2 separate regions of the Mus musculus genome follow, and region 2 is linked to region 1. Evidence: chromatin contacts called from public HiChIP or PLAC-seq data. All regions are on one chromosome and are shown on one strand. Each heading gives the region's core, a stretch centred on a gene start, on an enhancer-like site or on the middle of the called end of the contact. The rest is flanking DNA. Distances are from core to core; before and after follow the strand shown. Region 1 holds the start of Trpm6 (transient receptor potential cation channel, subfamily M, member 6). Region 2 overlaps Trpm6 (transient receptor potential cation channel, subfamily M, member 6).

Region 1 (6,385 bases), core at 3,493-5,992:
TGAACAGAATGGCAAAACTTAAACACAAGGCAATGAGCTTTCTCCATGGCCTGTTAACACATCTGCTATGTAAAATACTTATTTCTCACCAAGATCTTTGCTTCTTTGGTCAACTGTTTGCTTAATTTTAAAAAAAAAATTTTTTTAGAGGTTAAGACGACCATTCCTGCTTGTCAACTTGACTACATCTAGAATGAACTACAATCCAGAAATGGCGGTCACACCTGTAATCCAGATCTCAAGGCTGGAAGACACAGGCTTCTGACTGGATCTTGACATGGGGTGACACATGCTTTTGATCCAAATCTTGAGGCACAGTGGCCAGGAATAGCTTAGGCCCAAGCAAAGTAGTACATGCCTTTAATCCTAGGAGACTGAGTCAAGCAGATCTCTGAGTTCAAGGCCAGCCTGGGGTAGAACAAATTCCATATCCAAGTATGGTACTCCTTTAATCTGGGCCATACCTTCTCCTGGAGGGCTACGTAAGGATGATGGGAGAAGGAAGACTCACTCTTCTTCACCTTCTTGCTCTTACTTGCCAGCACATTTGTTGGAGCCTACTCTTCAGGATTCCAGCTTATACGGAAGACCAGCTGAAACAACTGGCCTCGTGGGACTGAGCACTACTAGATTCTTGGACTTCCCATTCACAGCTGCCCATTGTTGGATTAGTTGGACTGCTGGCTGTAAGTCATTACAATAAATTCCCTTAATCTCTAGAGACATTCCATAAGTATGTGACTCTAGAGAACCCTGTCTAAAACAAAGGCTATTCATAAGAAGTTACTAGTTCATATAACTGGCCAAGTAAGATAAGCACTTTGGGAATTCTAATTCTTCAGTGACCTAGGTTTTGAGTGTGGCAAAAGGAAATTCCATGTAATGTCCGCACACAGTTTAAGGATAGGGCAGAAAATTAAAAACAAAGCAAAACAACAAAAACCAAATTCACGAGATTAATCTTACCATTCAAAACACTGCAGTTAAAATGAGGGAGGAGGGTATCTGATGTCCAACTCGCTCTGTATAATTTCCAGAAAATCTGGAGTCAGCATAAGGCAGAGCATGGCAATGTCTTCCACTAGTTGGTTCCCCATGGTGCCAATCATTGCAGGCTTCCATAGACTACATACCTAAGGTCATCCTGGAAATGGGATGCCACCACATCTCAGCAGGCACCTTGCTGTGCTCTGAGTAAGCACCTTACCCAGTTACAATGGACTGTAAGGAACTGGAACTACGGCTCAGTAGGCAATATTTGCACAAGTACAAGATCTGAGTCTCATCTCTGATACTCACAGCAGACGTTAGACAGTGTTACAGACTTGCTATCTCAACACCTGAACGGTAGAGACAGGAAGTGACCTGGGCTCCCAAACTAGCCAGCATAGCCCAACCAGGCAAATACCAGATGCCGGTGAGAGGCCTTGTCTCAGAACAAGGACAGCCATCCTAAGGAAGGATACCCGAGGTTGACCCCTGGCCTCCATGTGTGTATCTGCACAGCTGGACTGTAGGGCTTTGGCAGAAGGAATTGCTGGCCAAACCCTGAGAAAGAATCCAGGCTCCAAGGCAAATTAAATGACTGCTTCTCACTGCTGGAAACTGGTTAGGACACTCTGAAATAGCCTTCAAGTTTTCCCATACTATCCATGACCAAGAACCTCTTCCACAGAAAGAAAAACAGAAATGCCAAAACTCGTCGAAAGTAAAGAAAATACGTTTCCATAGTGGCAGGTCTGTAATCTACCCAGTGAGACCTGGTATCAAAAGACAGAAAGACTAAGAGTTAAGTGTTGGGCTGCCCACATCAATGGAAAATTTCCAAGATGTCCTACCACCACCCCATGCCTATCAATTTATCTGTGGGTACCACTCAAAATAAGATTCCAGCTGAATTCAGGATACACAATTATATCCAAAGTTTAGAAAAAAAAATCTCATTAAGTAGTTTATATGAGCATCTTTCTTTGTTGTTTGTGTAATTCTGATATGAGGTCTCACTCTATAGCTAAAGATAGCCCAGGCTGGTTTCAATTTATAATCCTCCTGCCTCTGCCTCCTGAGTGCTCGGATTAGAAGCATGGGCCACAATAACTGGCCTGTTTCTATGTTTAATTGTGGTAAAAGATACATGATGTAATATTTACTATACTATTTTCTAAGTGTGTGGTTCAATACTGGTATACACATTCACATAGTTCTGCAGCCATCTCTGGAACGCCTTTATACTCCAAAGCTGGGGCTCCAGACCCACTCAACAGCTCCATCTTGCTGCCACCCCTACCCCGGGCAATCACTGCTCTACATTTCATTTTATAAATTTTACACTCTTAAATGGCTCATAAGTAGAATTATATATTTGTCTTTTATGACTGGCTCATATCACTTAACATAATAGCCCCAAATCCTATTCATCTGCTAGAAAATATCAAAACTTCCTACCTTTTCAAGGCTATACAGATCTTTTGTTGCACACACACACACATATCACAGTGTTTGTCCATTCAGAAAGTCTACTTCTAGATGGCAAGGGTTCTGGGGCCCAACAGCACACAAGCTAACAGTTATGACTTTAGAGGGAGGGAAGTAAGGGAGAGATGCTTGACTGTATGACATGTGCACTCTAGGAAAGGTTAAAAAGCTGTAGCTGAGGCTGACTCATCCTCCTTTCTCCATCCCAACAATAAAAGTCCTGTTCCTACATTCCTGTGTATTCCCAGGTACTGAAAGAGGGCTCATAACATAGTTGACATTTCACAAACATGTGTTGACTGATTAATGTAGAACAGGGATAATCATAGGGAGAAATGCTGTATATATATATATATATATATGTGTGTGTGTGTGTGTGTGTGTGTGTGTGTATACATATATATATATATATGTGTGTGTGTATATATATGTATGTGTATATATATATATACACATACATGGTCTTAACTTGAGCAAGCACCATGTGTATTTGCAAAGATTTTTGCCCCTAGGAACTATTAACATTGTAATGTATACAATCTGGATTCTTTTATGTGAAAAACAAATGTACAAATTAAAATATGGCTTTATATATATAAATAAATGTATATGACATATATATGTTCTAAATATATATCATAAAATATACTATATATTTACATATGAAATAAAATATATATTTATACATAAATATATATTTATAAATATAAAATATCTATCCTAAATATATCTTTAGGATATATATTCATTGTTTTAATTTGTGCATTGTGTATTATATACATACACACACATATATAGATGAAATAAGAAACAACCAAGCAAATTCTCACAAGTTAAATCCAAAATGCTAATCTAGCTAAATATCTAATGCTATATTGGTTGTGGAACAATCCAAAGCAAAGAATAAATTAATGCATCAAAGTCATATGGGAGCCTAAACGGCAGCTCATCAAGTATATAAACTCAATTGTCCTGCTAGCCTGATAACGAAGAATTATCTCCAGGTGTCACAGGGGATAGAGAGAACCAGTTCCTGAAGCTGTCCTCGGCTCTCATGGCATCCCGCGGTAATTCACATGATAGTGCTTACCGGGACAAAGAAACTGAAGACTACATTTTCCCTGAGCAGTTAAGAGTGACGCTGTTATGTAGAACAAACCATCACCAGCACGTGTATGACTAGATGATCCCTGCTCTCTCTATGCCTTGACATGACGTCACATCTCAATTCTACTTTTCTCCCTCAGTTTCATTTTCTCCCCCAAAGGAAGGAGGTTGGGGGAAGAGTGATGCCATTTAAGACACTACAGAATTATTGGCAGGATGAAACAGTTAAGTCAGGCCTGATGATGCAGACCTGTTGTCCCAGCTACTGAAAGACGCTGAACAGGCTGCGAATGTAGCTCCATGGTAGAGAGCTTGGATACTGGAGGTCCTAGGACCAATCCCCAGTACAGGAGGAAAAGGAACGCTCTTGCAACTTTGTCAAACACATTAAACATTATCACATCCCACTTAATCTTCAAATAGTACTTTCCAGTTGCTCCAAATGTGAAAGCTGAAGCAAATAACAAAACTTTCAGGGTTACAGGTGGTGATGGAGCAGAGACGTCAGTTCAAACTGCCTGAGAAGAGACCAAAAAAATGTGTCCTATCAGCCCGCCCGGGTTGAAATGAGCCAATGTGTGTGGCAAGCCTGAACTCTGCCTGCACACTTCGGGAACAATAAATAATACTATTTCTCACACAAAGTGTGGAAGTAAAGAAGAACCCGTAAAGGTGACAGGCAGCTTGTTCCCCGGTTGTCCTATAGGACACCCAGCCAGGCACAGCACCTCAAGCGCTGGGCTAGGCGCTGTCACTCTCCAGGATCTAGGAACCTTGATCCCATGCAGGAGCCCCGCAGTAACAGGGACAGGGGCCAATGCGAACATCTTCAGGCCCAACTTTTTACCTTGACCTGCATTCTCACCACCACAGGAGCCGAAGCGACAGCGAATTCCTCCTCGTCCGGGACACCTCCCAGGACTCGATTCCTCCTGGACTCGGACTCCGGAGTCCGGGACTCACACGCGCGCCCTGCCGCCTCGACCCTGGGTTCGGTTTCCGCTCGGCCCTGACCCAGCTCCAGGCCGGTCCCAACTCCCGGAAGAAAGACTGCGGGTCCTGCCCTTCGGAAGGGTCCACGCGGTTGCCAAAACCTCAGCTACGATAATCATGTTCGGGTGGAGACTAGAGGACTTGAAAGCTAGCATTTCGCAAATCCTACCTATTCGAGATCGCAGTTAGATACGCGTGCGCCTGGCTCCACCCACTGCCACCTGGGGCCCTGGGCCTGACCCCTGTTCATAGGAGAGCACTCAGCTGCAGGTCCGGCTTTCATCCTAGATTTTTCCAGGCCAGCAACCAAAACAATGTCTGAGCTTTTGACTGTGGAATCAATCTGGGCTCCACCTGCACATGGACGCTGTCTTTTACAGCCCTGAGGAGTTTTCACAATGCCTGTTGGGCTCTGTTAACGCCTCTGTAGGAAAGACATGACTCCAAAGAAGTTTGGCTGCTGATCAGGTATGGTCACTGTCATCAGACAAATTTTAGATTCTTGGGTCAGAGCTTTAGGTGAGGAGACGGTCGGTTTACGTTCTCTGTGTTTCTGAAATGCCCATGAGTTGCTGAGCATGACGAGAGACTCTTCCGGGCCTCAGTTTACTTACCTATACAGAGAGAATAATAAAGAAAACCCACCTTTCTCACAGAGACTACACTGAACAAACACAGTGACCTTGCTTTATTTATGAAGTGTCATACGGGGCTGGTGAGATGGCTCAGTGGGTAAGAGCACCCGACTGCTCCTCCTCTGAAGGTCCGGAGTTCAAATCCCAGCAACCACATGGTGGCTCACAACCATCCATAATGAGATCTGACTCCCTCTTCTGGAGTGTCTGAAGACAGCTACAGTGTACTTACATATAATAAATAAATAAGTCTTTAAAAAAAAAAAAAGAAGTATCATACAAACGCTCTCCGTTATTTTGGGGAAGAGCTTTCTCTGACTAGGTAGGCAATCTTGACCAAGACTATGGTCAGTGATTTCCAATGTATCTCTATGTATTGGAAGAGGAGACATATGGGAGACATGATACTCAGGGGATTACACATACTATAATGAACAATACTAGGCATTTATGACTTTAAATTAGTGACACCTACTATTTAGTCCAGTCCAAATTTTTGCCTGGTGAGCTCACACTTGCCGACACAGTTAATAAAATTTGTTTCCTCATTTATTTCTCTGTGTGGTTTCAGTGACTTTTTTTTTTTTTTTTTTGCCTTGTTAGTAAATCAGTATGTTGGTATCTTGATGCTTTGTCTATTAAGAAATGAAAAGTCCTTTCCTCTCGTTTACCTCCTCAAATTGTTAATGATCTATAGACAGGCACAGATGCTCTTATAAGGCAAAGCAGAGTCTTCTGACTTGTTCCTTCAGAGATCATCTCTGTTAACACTCTTCACAGCCCTAAGGCCTGGGAATTCAACCATCAACAGACTCACCCGAAAGACTAAGGATTTGGAATGGCACATGCTGCCGTCTCTCAGTGCCCCATGACTACTATCTTCTGCTTTCATCTCTTCAGATCAAGGTTCAAAACCCTTTGAGCCTAAGGTAACCCAAACTGCTTAGATTTTTCTAATGGGCTAGTTTACAAGATGTTTTGGTTCCAAGCTGTATCAAAAACACTGCAGGCATTGTTACCAGACAGATTCAGTGCCGTGCCTCACTGTACAGCTGGTCAGTTCTCCCCAGAGACAAGGTGTGAAGGCCCGGAACATGACTTTATTAGAAAATCTGAGTCAGCCAGAAGTTGGAGACCACCAGTCACCAAGCCTCTCTTTCAGGAAATTTGACTTA
Region 2 (6,569 bases), core at 1,075-3,574, 62 kb before region 1:
TGAGAGGTGAGACACCTGTCACCTGCCCTGGACACCATCAGTCCAGGCTCTGAATCCTGAAGATTGCACCACACATAGTGGCGCATCCTCCCCAGTTCACAGGCCTTCAGTGAGGATGCCACCATCGATGCTGCAGTTCTGGAGCCCCTGGACATGGACTTGGCCATGTTCCTGGCATCCCTGGGTCTCCAGGCTCCACAGAGTTGTGTTGGGAGTTCTCCGCTACCATAACCGCTTAAGTCAATTCTCTTACAACCCCCTCCAATAAAACCATTTATATAGCCTACTGGTTCTATTCCTGTAAAGGAGGATGGAGGCAGAGGGCAGAATGCTTGAATAAAATACACAATTCTAAGCAAGTCTATTTATCCTCTGATAAAAATGACAGAGAAAAACATGTTTCTACATTCTCAAAACTGTTGGTGTTTAGTGTGAAGAGAGAAGACCTACTCTGAGTAATTTTTCAACTCTTCTGAAGTGTCATCCACCATGTTGCTCTCCTTGGCTTCCCGGGCCATGGCTCTGTAGAGGATACTAGCAATGACCGCCTTGACTGTGGCCTCCTCTCCATGCTGCCAGAAGAACATGGCCATATTCTGCCTCTTCATGAGCACCGCCCACACCAGAAGGTCATTGTATGGGTAGATAAAGCCAGCAGCCTCGGGTTCCTCTGACAGGCTTTGTCTTTCCTTGGACTTCTTCTTTGATTTTTGAGAGTCCTCAGGCTTCTCCTATTGCAAAGGAAAACAAAGTCCTAAGGACTCAGATGCATGGTGTTCAGCTAAATGTAACACAGCTAAAAGTATCCTAGAGACACTTTTTAAAATAACTGCTACCTATGTTAGAACCCAGCACTGAACAAAAAAGAAAGCAAAAGGAACAAAGAGCCCAGATATCTACCATAGCGGAACAGTTAGTAAAAACTATCCAGTAAGCCTGACCCAGTGTGCCCACTGTCTAAGGGCATACAAAAGTAATCAGCTGGGGATGGAGCTCTGTAGCATGGTGACCAACTGATGTGCACAAAGCCCTGGGCTCAATTCCCAGAAATAAAACAACGAAACAAATAAACAAACCAAACTACATGTTTTATTGAACTACAATGCAGAACTTAGGAGGCCAGGAGGACAGAGTTCAAACCTAATCCTAACTCTGCCGTTAAACCTAGTCTCCAAAGCATGTAGAATGTCATAGGATAAACCAGCCAGCACGGTGTGCACTTCAATGGTAATCTATTTGGGTAAGTAAGAATTATATTTTAAAAGTTCTCTACTTCTCCATTAACAAGGTGATTTGTCATTGTTACTTTGAAGAGTGTCACTGGTGCTTCCAGTCACACATTCAAATGGATCCGTTGGCTTTATTTTATTCTGCAACGTTGTTCCCCCGGCAAGCTCACCCAACAGATCACCCAAATTCCCTGTGTGCCTTTGTACAGCTTCCTTTCTCTGAATCGGTGCCTTGTATAAGGTTTACCACCTTGAGAAATGCAGAACTATTTCTCAGTGACCATGTCATCCACCTCTACCCGCTCACCTTCTCAAGCAAACCAAACGCTCAGCATAAGGCTTCAAAAATAACAGAGGTTTTTAAACAATTCGTTGAAAATTTGAGGCATCCTATCAAAAACTATTAGAGTGCTTCTCCTATCTTTCAATAGATTAAAAAAATAATCTGCTCATTAATGGTAACTAAGGGCCATGCCAACAGCAGTGGAAAGGAAGCGTCTTCCAGCCAACAACTCATGATCTCCATGGAAATACTTAAGCAAAAGCACTCTGCCCCAGAAAAGAGTAGGCTAAAGACCCACAAACAACATCTTTGTTATACTGAAAATTACGATAAAACTAACTTCCAGAAAAACTTTGTTGAGGAAAGGAAGATACAAAAGGACCACCTCCCAAGAACAGAGAGCTACAAAGGGTGTGGAGCTTGAGTGGGGAGGTTAAGAGTGTCATGGCAGGCTAATGAGTACGTAACACCATGGCATACACATCCTGCCTCAGACACCAACTGCACAGGGCAGAGGTGAAAACCAGGAAGAGAACCTGAGAGGCAAGCACAGACTTTCGCTGGGTTGTCAGGGCCCTGTACTGCTGAAGACCAGCAGGATCAGCAGTGATCTTTGTGAATAACATCATGTGTTTATTTATGATGCTGGGGAATGATTCTTCATTGGTACTCCCCTGTCTCCAGTGTCAATAAAGAAGTGATCTCAGTCTGCAAAACCAACTTTGTTTTCAACTCTACCAACAAAGGAGTGTACCTTGGATTTGTAGGGCTGGGCCGTCCTGAAGAACTGGGAGTGCAGTGTGCTTTCAGAAGACTCCTTTCTATTTCTCAGTGAATGTCTCTGATGAAGAGAGTGCTGGGAGAGGCCCTGAGCAAAGCTGCTCACACTCTGGTATATATTGTCATTTTGTTTATTAAAGAAAACAAAAGAGAGATAAACAAAAAAGGTTATTGTAGTGATATCATTTTCTTTCCAGACTACAGTGAAAGATAAATGTATGTCTTCTCAAATACTCAACACATCTGTCTCTTGTCCAGGGTTAATAATTAATGTCTCTGGAGATTACTCACACAATAGCATCTCCCAGTCTCCTTCTGATAAACACTATTTCCCGACATCTGAGAAAGCATACTCTTTTGTTCCATATTACGCATCTGAATTCCTTTCCTATGTGGAAATTCCTTAAGAGTCAATAGATGTTCTAGCCTCGACTCTAGTTCAAAACAGGTAATAAAATTTTATAGTGCTGATAAGAAGAAGTTTCCATTCACAAGGTTAAAATGAAGTTAGAAAGTTCTGGAATTTTTCCAGGTGATATATGATATCGCCATTGCATGGCCATCAAATGAAGCATCAGCAAGGAGAAACAGAAATAAATCGGGACTGATTTAAGAGCCTGGGATACAAACCATAGGTTTTGAAAACCCCTTCACTTTGTGTTCTATGGATAAAAAGTGAACATAGAATAAAGTCAGTACTTCAGAGAAAACACCCAAGTTATTTCATCATTATTGTAATAGAGAATTAACCATATCAACATGCTAATAATCATAGTGAATATTGTTGCTAAGTCACTCAAAGCTTGCTCAAGGATTGGAGGGTTGTTGGTATTCTCACAATTTTATGAACAGGACATTAATATGCCTAGTTCTTAGACAGAAGAGTGGGAACACAGATTATGTTTCATATACCAAGTAAGGAGACAAATAGGAGCCTATGTCAGACCATGCTACTCCACACCATGTAGCTGTTAGCACTATGGTCTGCTTGCAGTATACTCTGACGCATTATTTTTTATCCTTAGGGGAAAGCAACTAGTGAAATGGGACATGTCATATTGATGGGCCACTTACGGAAAGAACAGGAATGGAGCCTCTTAGTAAGCAGGGAAATGGCTTCACCAAGGTCATATGGTGACATTGTCCCCACTGCTGTATAGCAGTGTCACTCTTTTTAAAGGCAGTGGCTGACACTGGGTGTCTTTTAGCCTCCAGAATCTTAGGAGAGGTTAATTCCTCCACAAGATGAGGGTTTCCATGTGTTTTTCATGGTTTGGGGGTTGCTCTGTTCACTTCCTAAACTTAAATGGGGTTATCACTTCCTCCAATTCTTTATAAAGGTCCAAAGTAGCTGGATATCCTTCATGGAACCTCCTCTCAAGCCACATTCCACTCTTATCCCTGTCCACCCACGACAAAGGTCTCAGCGTTGCTGCAGAACCCCACCCTGAGATCTGAACACGGCATTCTCTGTTAGCACTCTTCTCTCAACATCCGCGTCCAGTGATCTTTTTCTGGTGTCTATATCTCTAAAAAGAATGAGGCTCCCGTGGCTACGGGTCTATGATGGCAACTCTGCCTTTGCAATCATGGTACCCCAAAACTATGACAGAAAACATATTCTCATCTGTCAAAGCATTTCTTTTTTAAGCTCATTCCATTTTCATCTTCCAAGATAATCACTTCATCTTTAGCCCAATATTCAGTCTCCAGACTATAGGCCATTGTTAGTTTACATAAGTAAATCTATTAAGTGTTTGACCTTTGACCACTTTGTCTACAAGAGGAAAAGAAAAAAAAAAAAAAAAGAAGCACCTGCTCTCTCGCCAGATTCATCACACCGCTTCTATGACAATATAGCACATACAACATCCTGCTTTATATTGTGAGTAATTTATTCAATCAATATATTTCTTGGAAAAGTTTTTTATTCATTTCATGCCAGCATGAAAAACATTAGCACAGTACTCTATGTACATCAGGAGACATATGTCCTCAAGTAGAAGGCCCATTACAGAAGCTACTGCCCCTGGGACTCCATCAGCCATTTTCCTAAAACCGTGATTCGCAATTCCTTGCCCTCTCATTGGAGTACTTTCCAAAGATTTGCCTTACCTTGTGTTTTCTGTAGAGGTTGTTGTAGAGAATTCTGAAACTTTTCCTAGTGTAGCTGCTCCGATATGCTCCACCAATGAGGTACTCTATTACCAGCCCAATGTCAATGAGTGTTATTCTATAGCTCGAGAGAAGGGTGTGCTGTAAAAAAGAAAATGAAGTCACACCATCCAGTTTTCCTCTCTGTCTCTTTTACCATGTTCTCAGAAGACAACAGTTAGCTAATCCATCCCTTTCTCTTCAGCATATTGAGATATAGTCTTAGAAAATAATTTAGGCAAGTCATTTTGCTATGGCTTAAATCAATGTAACTTATATCAGCATAGGCAATTTTGCTTACTGTAAATTTGCCAAGTAAACATGTTCCTTTCATCTGACTCTCCAACTAAGTCAACAGAAGCAGAAAGTCCACACTCTATGCAATGAGATACCAAGCTTCAAATAAATGACAGAACTCCGAGCCATCTTGGCTCTCAGGTCCCTCAGAGACCAGTCTGCGCAGGTCAGCTCACGAACTGCAAAGGGTGAGCGAGTGGACTACAGAAGCAACACAGCTTTTGGGACAGACCCTGTTTCGGGCTCCAGACATCCAGGCACCTTCCCTGCCAGAGGAGAGGTGTCCACCCGGGAGGGCTCTGCTGAAGCACCTGGGGGAGCCATCTTGGGTCCCAGATCACTCAGAGACTAGTATGCACAGGAGAGAGTTCAGACTGCAGAAGCTACAAAATTCTGGGACAGGCAGAAGCAACACAACTTCTGGGACAGACAGGGTCCAGACATCCGGGCACCTTCTCTGCCAGAGAAGAGGTGTCTGCCCAGGAGGGCTCTGCCCACCAGGGCAGGTGAGAGAGCCATTTTGTGTCCCATGTCCCTCGGAGACCAGTCTGTGCAGGTGAGCGTGCAGACTGCAGAGGGAACACATCTTCTGGGACAGACCCGGTTTTGGGCCTTCATCTTCAGCCAGGAGGCAGATCTGAATGCCAGATACCTGTGCACCTTCCCTGTAAGAGGAGAGCTTGCCTGCAGAGACTGCTCTGACCACTGAAACTCAGAGGAGAGATTTAGTCTCCCAGGTCTGCTGACAGAGGCTAACAGAATCACAAGAGGAACAAGCTCTAACCAGAGACAACTATAACAACTAACTCCAGAGATTACCAGATGGTGAAAGGCAAACATAAGAATCTTACTAACAGAAACCAAGACCACTCACCATCATCAGAACACACCACTCCCACCTCACCAAGTCCTGGGCACCCCAACACACCCAAAAAGCAAGACTTGGATTTTAAATCATAACTCATGATGCTGGTAGAGGACATCAAGAAGGACTTTAATAACTCACTTAAAGAAATACAGGAGAACACTGTTAAAGGGTTACAAGTCCTTAAAGAAAAACAGGAAAATACAACCAAACAGGTAGAAATCTTTAAATAAAAAGAGGAAAACACATCCAAACAGGTGATGAAAATGAACAAAACCATACTAGACCTAAAAAGGGAAGTAGACACAATAAAGAAAACCCAAACTGAGGCAAAGCTGGAGACAGAAACCCTAGGAAAGAAATCTGAAACCATAGATGCAAACATCGGCAACAGAATACAAGAGATGGAAGAGAGAATCTCAGGTGCAGAAGATTCCATAGAGAGCATCAGTACAACAATCAAAGAAAATGCAAAATGCAAAAATATCCTAAGTCAAAACATTCAGGAAATCCAGGACACAATGAGAAGACCAAACCTACGGATAATATTAGATGAGAATGAATATTTTCAACTTAAAGGGCCAGCAAATATCTTCAACAAAATTATAGAAGAAAACTTCCCAAACCTAAAGAAAGAGATGCCCATGAACATACAAGAAGCCTACAGCACTCCAAATAGACTGAACCAGAAAAAAATTCTTCCCAACACATAATAATCAGAACAACAAATGCACTAAATAAAGATAGAATATTAAAAGCAGTAAGGAAAAAAGGTCAAGTTACATATAAAGGCAGGCCTATTAGAATTACACCAGACTTCTCACCAGAGACTTTGAAAGCCAGAAGATCCTGGACAGATGTTATACAGACCCTAAGAGAACACAAATCCAACCCAGGCTACTATACCCAGCCAAAATCTCAATTACCATAGATGGAAAAACCAAAGTATTCCATGATAAAA

Evidence for each region. HiChIP or PLAC-seq counts read pairs in DNA pulled down with a chosen protein or histone mark.
Region 2: a contact with region 1 is called in an H3K27ac HiChIP or PLAC-seq map of extraembryonic endoderm stem cells. The contact joins the enhancer-like site here to the promoter of Trpm6 in region 1. A contact is called at or near these places in 3 of 39 promoter capture datasets (3T3-L1-derived adipocytes, hippocampal neurons and liver), 12 of 484 Hi-C or Micro-C datasets (embryonic stem cells, extraembryonic endoderm stem cells, liver and 4 more), 7 of 115 datasets of contacts at active chromatin or transcription factors (CD8 T cells, differentiating embryonic stem cells, embryonic fibroblasts and 4 more) and 1 of 9 other capture datasets (adipose tissue).

Annotation. Positions count from the first base shown.
Region 1 is chr19:18,748,087-18,754,471 of GRCm38.p6, reverse strand. Trpm6 (transient receptor potential cation channel, subfamily M, member 6) reads right to left here and starts at 4,742. Exons shown (of 39, transcript NM_153417.2): 1 at 4,430-4,742. The coding sequence starts at 4,441. It overlaps Gm41814 (a long non-coding RNA gene), which reads left to right and starts at 4,697. Exons shown (of 3, transcript XR_877745.3): 1 at 4,697-5,043; 2 at 5,991-6,139.
Region 2 is chr19:18,807,511-18,814,079 of GRCm38.p6, reverse strand. Trpm6 (transient receptor potential cation channel, subfamily M, member 6) reads right to left here. Exons shown (of 39, transcript NM_153417.2): 14 at 4,408-4,548; 15 at 2,267-2,401; 16 at 451-731. Among named protein-coding and RNA genes, the nearest start is that of Gm41814, 61 kb to the right of the region's middle. Within about 2 kb of position 2,324, at least 15 of the 459 cell types and tissues checked have an H3K27ac peak or open chromatin away from gene starts, as enhancers often do. A contact at or near this core is called in extraembryonic endoderm stem cells and pancreatic cancer cells, where this site is marked.